Linked DNA regions of Salmo salar: region 2 is linked to region 1. A link is a contact called in public Hi-C data. All regions are on one chromosome and are shown on one strand. Each heading gives the region's core, a stretch centred on a gene start, on an enhancer-like site or on the middle of the called end of the contact. The rest is flanking DNA. Distances are from core to core; before and after follow the strand shown. Region 1 overlaps LOC106560658 (serine/threonine-protein kinase N2). Region 2 holds the start of LOC106560658 (serine/threonine-protein kinase N2).

What was found. Hi-C and Micro-C count contacts between places; a contact is called where the count stands out from the background.
Region 2: a Hi-C map of gill shows a contact between it and region 1, with 2.3 times the contacts expected there. The contact joins the promoter of LOC106560658 here to the enhancer-like site in region 1. A contact is called at or near these places in 2 of 3 Hi-C or Micro-C datasets (blood and gill).

Annotation. Positions count from the first base shown.
Region 1 is chrssa10:53,088,281-53,092,992 of Ssal_v3.1, forward strand. It overlaps LOC106560658 (serine/threonine-protein kinase N2), which reads right to left. Exons shown (of 20, transcript XM_014123742.2): 3 at 425-579; 4 at 1-118. Among protein-coding and RNA genes, the nearest start is that of kat3, 28 kb to the left of the region's middle. Within about 2 kb of position 1,866, at least 1 of the 13 cell types and tissues checked has an H3K27ac peak or open chromatin away from gene starts, as enhancers often do. A contact at or near this core is called in gill, where this site is marked.
Region 2 is chrssa10:53,123,604-53,128,315 of Ssal_v3.1, forward strand. LOC106560658 (serine/threonine-protein kinase N2) reads right to left here and starts at 2,039. Exons shown (of 20, transcript XM_014123742.2): 1 at 1,213-2,039. The coding sequence starts at 1,233.

The sequences.
Region 1 (4,712 bases), core at 616-3,115:
TATTGCCGTAGTTGGTCTCACCAGTCTGGCTGGCTTTGAGGATCTGCATCCTGATAAACTCCATCTTGGTCTTGCTGTCCTGCAGCATCTGCTGAGCAGTGGCAAGCAGCTTCTTATCCTATTGAAGTTAGGAGGGGGGGATACATGTAAACATAAGCATGTTAAAAACGGGCTATTTCTTTAGCTCAGTGTTTTAACCATTTTGTTTTCGCCATTTGTTTTGATTTCTTTTGGAAACAACTTACTCATTCACTCTCAAAAAGATCAAAATAAACATTCTTAGCATTTCAACTTGAGTAACATATTCAATAACAGCGACTTTGTACGGCTGTGTATATGGTCTTTCAAATGAGGTTAAAAGCATTGAGACATTCCAGCTCAACTCAAATCTAATAGGGTAGCCATACCCTCCATCACACACTACCTTGGAGGATCCATTGGAATACATCTGGATCATATTCTCAGCTCCTTGTTTGCATTTGAGCTCAATGTCGTTCTGCTTCTTCAGAGCCCCCAGTCTGCTACTGCACATTCTGGACTCACTGCTGGGGGTGTCTGGGGTCAGAGGGCAGCCGGGAACTACAATAACAGGACAGATATGAGAGGGCAGTCAAACTACAACACAAAAAAAAAAATCTGGGATGAAATTAGATGCAATAATGCAAAAGGAAGCAGAGTGGACTCCAGAGTGGCGCAGCGGTCTAAGGCACTGCATCTCAGTGCTAGAAGTGTCACTACAGACCCTGGTTCGATCCCGGGCTGTATCACAACCGGCCGTGATCGGGAGTCCCATAGGGCGGAGCACAATTGGCCCAACGTCGTCTGGGTTATGGGAGTGTTTGGCCGGGGTAGGCCGTCATTGTAAAATAAGAATTTGTTCTTAACGGACTTGCCTAGTTAATTAAAAAGGTTAAATTGTATCTTGATAGCCAATGTAATGGTCAGTGAGCTTATTTGAAAATGTTGATACTGCGCAGTAGTATGCAGTCCATGTTGATACTGTCAAAATAATCACATAGTAATATAGACCTAAATTAATCAAATTGAGCTGTTTTTTTGGTAAAGACAGGATTTTTCCCAGACATCTTTTTCTATTTAGAGTCTGTTGAGCAATATTGGTAGCTGTCAGATTGTATCAATGTAACATTGTTAAGGCTTGTACAGACAAGCTGAGTTTCACTGACAGAGAGAACAGGTTTCAGTGAGACTGACTCCCAGGTGAAATGGAAAGAGTGGGGCCCCACACCACAACAGGACGTTAGCGTTCACAGCCAGGCCATGGAACAGACTGCACAGAACAACCACCCTGGGTCACATGGAGAAACATTTCCCCCTTTTGGATCCTCAAGTGACTTCCAAGTCATATTTGACAAAATCTGACAATTATCACCGTCTTCCATATAACCTTACACCCCCCAATGGAATACCGAATCAAAGTAGTTTATTTCCCATAATAAAAAGCCCCTATGAAAAGCCCCTGTGATGTACAGGAAAATCCCTCCCGATGTACAGGAGAAGGGAGTTACATGACTTCATCACTGTTTAGCTATTTCCCCCTTTCGTTACTTCATCGATCACAAAAGAGCACTACTGTACTGTACTCGCGCCATTCCAGACTCCAGAAATTCATACCAGGTCGTACAGGAGACCGGAGGCCACTTTCTATCATGAATGAATGAATGATCTACTGTCCTGTCTATTTAACTCAACATATAGGCCTACTGTACCTTTCACAGGGAATTACAAGAATACAATGTTTGTACAATACTCTGCATGTCTTAGGAAGAGAGTCTGCTTGTTCAGACTGTGTGGTACTATCAGTCTTAACTAAGCAAGACATGTACAGTAACTATTCTCCATATCTTCAAAAAGACCTCCCTGAAATCTAAACACTTCCTACTTCCTGTGTAGGGCACAGCAGCTCAGAAAGATGGAGGACAAGACAGAAGATGATGCTTGTACCTTCAGATAACTGTCAAAGAAAAGAACATAAAGTGTCTTAATAGGGCGTTGGGCCACCACGAGCAGCCAGAACAGCTTCAATGCTCCTTGGCATAGATTCTACAGTTGTCTGAAACTCTATTGGCGGGATGGTGAAATGGTTGGAATGGTGGTGGAAAACGCTGTCCAGAATCTCCCATCTCACCGGGCAAAAACTAGTTGAACACAATGTTGTTTCTACGTCATTTCAACCCCAAAATTCTAATGTGACGACATTGAATCAACATGGAAAACTGATTGGATTTGCAATGACAGGATGACATTTTTGGTTGATTTCACATTGAATTCACATTTGTTAACAACTCAACCAAATGCAAATCAAATCTAGACGAACTGGCGTCTGAGCCCAATGGGATAGGTGTTCAATTGGGTTGAGATCTGGTGACTGACACACAGACCCTTTAACCCCTCCATGCTCCTTTCAGACCCCTCTTTCAAAGTCACTGAGATCTCTTCTTCTAGCCATGGTAGCCAAAACAATGGGGCAACTGGGTATTTTTATACCCTAAGCATAATGGGATGTTAATTGCTTAATTAACTCAGGTACCACACGTATGTGGATGCACCTGCTTTCATTATACTTTGTATCCCTCATGTGTTTTTATCATTTTGGCAGTTACCTGTACTACAGTGCTTCATCAACAGCATAGAGATGGTCCAGGTTCAACTTGGGGGAGGTCAATACAGTACCATATAGTGTACAACATACTGTACTTGGAAGCCTACATAGATGAGAGTCAGGTTTGATATCATAGACATCATATATAAAAGGGCTCACAGAAAACAAGAGTGAGTGTGTCAGAGGTAAATAGATTTATAACTAGCAGCTAGACTTGCAGAGTGAGTGTGTCAGAGGTAAATAGATTTATAACTAGCAGCTAGACTTGCAGAGTGAGCGTGTCAGAGGTAAATAGATTTACAACTAGCAGCTAGACTTGCAGAGGTAAATAGATTTATAACTAGCAGCTAGACTTGCAGAGGTAAATAGATTTATAACTAGCAGCTAGACTTGCAGAGGTAAATAGATTTATAACTAGCAGCTAGACTTGCAGAGTGAGCGTGTCAGAGGTAAATAGATTTACAACTAGCAGCTAGACTTGCAGAGGTAAATAGATGTACAACTAGCAGCTAGACTTGCAGAGGTAAATAGATTTATAACTAGCAGCTAGACTTGCAGAGTGAGCGTGTCAGGTAAATAGATTTATAACTAGCAGCTAGACTTGCAGAGGTAAATAGATTTATAACTAGCAGCTAGACTTGCAGAGTGAGCGTGTCAGGTAAATAGATTTATAACTAGCAGCTAGACTTGCAGAGGTAAATAGATTTATAACTAGCAGCTAGACTTGCAGAGTGAGCGTGTCAGAGGTAAATAGATTTACAACTAGCAGCTAGACTTGCAGAGGTAAATAGATTTATAACTAGCAGCAAGACTTGCAGAGTGAGCGTGTCAGACTTTGCATCCCAAATGGCACCCGATTCCCATATTTGAACAGACCCCTATGGGCCCTGGTGAAAAGTAGTGCACTATTTAGGAAATAGGGGGCCATTTGGGACTCACACAGAGGCTGTGTGTGTGTGAAGGGCAGTCTGTCTCCTTTGGGACACACACAGAGGCTGTGTGAAGGGCAGTCTGTCTCCTTTGGGACTCACACAGAGGCTGTGTGAAGGGCAGTCTGTCTCATGAACAGAAGCGACACACTGCAGCTTTAATGGCTCATGGAACCAGGAACTTGGAAAGAAGGGTTTCCAGACAGACAGATGTTTTCCCCTGTTCATGCTGCCTGATGTACTCCTCACCCCCTCTTCAGTCTCATCCATTTCACTAACAGGATGGCTATAGTCTGGTGGAGACTAGACTACTTGACTTGAGACCCTTCTTCCTGTCCTAAAGACCCTTGTTCTCTGGAAGAGGGGGTCTGGACATAGAAAAAGCCCCATAGCTCATTCTTCCCGATGTACTACTCAGACACGTTCCAATTAAGGCAACAGCTCTTCCTCTAAAACAGAGCTCATGTGCACTCACTCATACAGATAGTTTGTGTGTATGTATTGATATGTGCCTTTAAAAAAAAGAAATTGTTTTAATTATAAAAAAAAGAAATTGTTTTAATTATTTTAAAAAATTGTTTTAATTGATTTAGTTCTATTCTTGTCTATTGATGTTCTGTATTATGTCATGTTTCCTGTTCTGTGTGGACCCCAGGAAGAGTAGCTGCTGCTTCAGCAACAACTAATGTGGATCCTAGTAAAATACCAGAAAAGCAGTCATTCAGAGTCATTAACAACCAGGGGATGCAAAAATACACTACAGTCTACAGTAACCTTGCAGCAATCAAACCCACACAGACTAGCAGAGCCCAGTGGGTAGAACAATGCAGCTCTTCTCTGTCTAGTAATCCTGAATAATTCCAGAGCAACATCCTCATTTATTAACAGACCCAGCAGGAGGCCTCAGCCCCTTCCTTCCTTCCTTCCTTCCTTCCTTCCTTCCTTCCTTCCTTCCTTCCTTCCTTCCTTCCTTCCTTCCTTCCTTCCTTCCTTCCTTCCTTCCTTCCTTCCTTCCCAGACCCAGCAGAAAGCCTCATCCCCTTCCTTCCTTCCTTCCTTCACAGACCCAGCAGAAAGCCTCAGCCCCTTCCTTCCTTCCTTCACAGACCCAGCAGAAAGCCTCAGCCCCTTCCTTCCTTCCTTCACAGACCCAGCAGAAAGCC
Region 2 (4,712 bases), core at 789-3,288, 35 kb after region 1:
AAAAAAAGAGGACAAATCATTTTAAGAGCAGCAGTAAATAACAATAGCGGGGCTATATACAGAGGGTACCGGTACAGACTCAATGTGTCAATGTGCGGGGGCACCGGTGTCGAGGTAATTGAAGTAATGATGTACATGTAGGTAGGGTTATTTAAAGTGGCTATGCATCATGTTGCTAAACCAAGGAATCCTATCCTAGGTGGTCCCAGAGCCCTTTACTGCATTGCAAAGAAGGCCTACCCTGCCTGTTCCACACCAACTTCCCGAGCACCTCAACTGAAAATAATATTACCTCAGTTTCAGTTGAAGCCGACTACCAAAGAGAGTTTAGTAGAGTGTAAAATACTCTGTGCTACTTACTACACTGCACAATCAGGAGTGGTTGAAACCAAAAACTAGTCCACTGTATGAAACTGAAGCCTATGATCTACCTGCCCCAAGCAACAGTTAATTAACCGACTATAGGAAGAGCTGACTTTGTAATGTCTGTGAGAGAAAATAATTGATAATATTAATAGAAATAAACGGGAGTTTACTGTGACAGTGAGACTGAGGTGCTGGAGCTGAAAATGATCGACACCGACCAAACAGACCAGTTAGTGGACATTTTGCTGATTCATAACGATAAATAACAGCAGATCCCTACTAGAGAAACGTGAAGTTTGAACAGAAATAACTTTGCTAAAATAGGTGATTGTTAATATGACAATTGATAGGTACAACATTCAAGTAGTTGTTGTAAGGGTCATAAAAAATAAAACGGTGGTGCACATTAATGTTATATTCTTATCGTTCAATATAATCGTTGTGATAATTCAATACATTTATCGCAATAAGGATTTTTGTCCATATCACCCAGCTCTATGAGGTGCCCTAAACAAATTGTCACACCCACAGACAGACAGAGAGATTAGTTTGACATAATCTGAGTAACAGAGATTAGGGCATATTACTTTATTGATCACGTGAATAATTTCACTTCCGCTTTAGAAGTAATCAAACAAAATAGGTTTGGGAGGGATTATGCAAAGAGATACAATCACATTTTCTCTGTTACACTAAAGCTACAGTTGGACACAAAGTAACAAGGTATGAACAAATTCCTACCAAGGCCAGTCTTTTACAGAAATAACCATGACCTGAAAACAAAAGATGTCATTATAGGCCCACAAACTGTTGTAAAAAAACGCGTTTTAGTTGCAGAGTTCTTACCTGTAGGGAATCCGCCGCCATCTTGGTTTTTCAACTTTGAATAAAACTCGGGACAGAGGATATTGGACGACTCATATGAAGAAACAATATTATTCCTCCCGTAGCCTATGCAGGATATTTTCCTAAAAATACGAATTCCTACTTCGTATATCCGAAATCATCAGTAATCACCTCTCTTCGTGATTAACATAGGAACTTTCCCATTACTGTATTTTTAGACTTCATTCTGTAGGCTGTTCAAAAAGATTCAACCGCAAAACAATCCCAAAATATCTTGTAGTTCTCTCCTTATGTAGAACTAAAAATACTAAACGCAAGCGCTCCTATCCTGAAACCGTCCTCAGAAACACACCGAATTAAAAACTTTATGCGCGGTTCCGACTGAACGTTGTCTGCCAGTCCAGCAACAAATTCACACACTATATGTAGCGTTCAAAACAACTGTGAACTCGGAAATATCCGACTTCAGTGCGTTCAAGAGAACTGGGGAAAAAACGAGCTCTGACTGGGAAAAATCGTTTTGAACGGTCATCCAACTAGGGAACTCGGGCCTCTGTAGAGTTTCGACTTTCGGACATGAAGATCACTGACCCAGTCGTCTAGAAATAACCATAACCTATAGTCGCAGAGTGCTTTCCACACACTCCTTTCCACACACGCCCACTACTTTCCTTTCGACACACCCACTCGCCCATTCCCCGGTCGCCATATTGGGATGCAGCTACCTCCTTCTTGCTCTAACCAAAGATTTGTATAATTTAACCAATATAAACCACAATCCGTCGTTTCCGATGGGAATTAATGCGCCATAGTGGGGAAAAATAAGCAAGGAAGGGGTCAGAGCTAAAGACGAGCTAGTGAGATCCTATTGGCGCGTTCTAGCATCATCTGCATATTTCCGTTAGGGAACGCCTACTTTGTGAAGTGCGCGTGTGCAATAAATAAATTCGCCTTTGGCTTTGCACTCTTTCTAAACAACATGATTTTTAAAAAACTTTTGCAAAGGGTAAAGTATAAATCGCAGTCCACTCTGTTCATAACATATTCTAGTTTTGGGAACATTAAACTGTATTGAGATCAAAACGTTTCATCGCTGAGAAATGTTGCATAATGTCGGCCAAAATCCATCTCGTTCCATCTTCTCCCGCTGCCCGTGGGCTTCCTCTCACTACCATATTTGGTAGTGAGTGGAAGCGCCAACCGGATGATTCACATTTAAACATCTAGTGAAATATCTGTCTCGTTGTTCTATCTGTGCTCTAACGAGGCGAGATTAGGTGGGACCATTCTAGCCAACGAGAGAGCAGACACGCGTGTGAATAACAGGCACAACTAGTTTCCACTAGTTACAGCAGCCACAAAGTCAAAGCGTGATATATTATGGTCAGCCATAAGGTTAAAGTTAGGTTTAAAATCACATTTTAAGAAGAGACAATGTAGAAATAGGTGGGGTTTGTGGCTGTGGTAACTAGTGAAGACAACTGCGACAGGGTTTTTCTCTAAATTGCCGGGATGTCTTACAGTATTTTTGGATTTTTTATTTAACCTTTATTTAACTAGGCGAGTCAGTTAAGAACAAATTCTTATTTACAATGACGGCCTACCCCAGCCAAACCTGGACGACGCTGGGCCAATTGTGCGCTGCCCTATGGGACTCCCAATCACAGCCGGATGTGATGCAGCCTGGATCAGTACACTTGTAAGGACCTAGCTAAATCAAATCAAATGTTATTGGTCACATACACATGGTTAGCAGATGTTAATGGGAATCTTGCGAAATGCTTGTGCTTCTAGTTCCAACAGTGCAGTAATATCTAACAATTCCCCAACAACTACCTAATACACACACATCCAAAAGGGGTGAATGAGAATATGTACATATAAGTATATGGATGAGCGGCATAGGCAAGGTGCAGTAGATGGTATCTAATACAGTATATACTGTACATGTGATATGAGTAATGTAAGATATGTAAACATTGTTAATGTGGCATTATTTAGTGGCTTTGTTTAAAGTGACTCGTAATCCATTTATTAAAGTGGCCAGTGATTGGGTCTTAATGTAGGCAGCAGCGTCTCTTTTTTGTGATTCAATTCCCATGTATGCACACCAAATAAAAAAATACAAGTTAAATGGGTTTTCATTGCATTTTCAACTATGTTTTATCACAAAGAACTGTTGCAGTGATATAGCGTGTGCCCGCTGTGACATTGGCAAGACGTGTGCTCTAGACCAGGGTTTCCCTGTTGTGTGACTCCAAGTTTACATTGATATGTGTCACGGCTGTCTTCGTCTTCTGACGATATAGCGAAATCGTCGTCTGAAAATGTAGACCAATACGCAGCGGATGTCGTGTTCATTTTTGAATTTAATTAATTGCTCACGTGAACACTATACAAAAAAACAATAACAGTGCAACAGTTTTGCATGCTATCCTAACGCAGTGCAAAAACAATCTCCCACAACAGACAAACACACCCTCATATATGGGACTCTCAATCAAAGGCAAATAGACAACACCTGCCTTCAATTGAGAGTCCCAACCCCAATGAACCCAAACATAGAAACAGACACACTAGACTCAACATAGAATTACATAAACATAGATCATAAACCAAAACCCGGAAATACTAAATCAAACGCCCTTTTTAGAAAAACACCACCCCTAACCACATAAAACAAATACCCTCTGCCACGTCCTGACCAAACTACTATACCAATTAACCCTTATACTGGCCAGGACGTGACAATATGATTATTATTATATCAACATTTGCACATAAAAGTTTTTCCACTGATATTTCTCGCACAATTCATTTTACCGACACAAAAAATATCCCACCGTGTCGAAATGACAAATGATCTTTCGGGAATTTATACAATTGTACCGAAACTTCCTGTTTGCATCACAGCTGTGATTTAAAATATATATATATACGATATGACTTAACACGCATAAAAACTGGATGAAAACGTGGTTATTGACCTCCATACAACAACTCCTTGCTTGGTGAGCGGGAAAAACACCATCTGCTGGAGAAGGCAGATTTGGGGCCCAGTTATCCCTTTCTCTTCTCCTCTTCTTCTCTGGCGACACTCCATCTTAACTCCTCCACATTTATTGGATTGGTTGAAAAGAGCAGAAGAAGCAACACCTGCTACGTTAGTGTGGCAATAACGCATTCAGGTATATTACATAAAAGTTATGTCATGATGATAATATTGTAATGAAACAGCAGGGAGCAGGTCTTGAACCCTCGACCTTCTAGCCCGAAGTCCAGCGTGCTATCGACTGTGCCGCAAAAGCATGCTTGAACGGCAGAGTCGATATCCGCGCTTATAAACCCAGGGTCGTTACAATATCATAGATATTTTGGGTGAGAGAAAACATCAAGTCGTTAGCAGAGTAATAGGGGCCAAATAAGAGGGATACACTATGGATGTCTCTCAGAACTATGTCAATAGGGTCGCCCCCCCCACAACCCCCTTTGTTGATTTG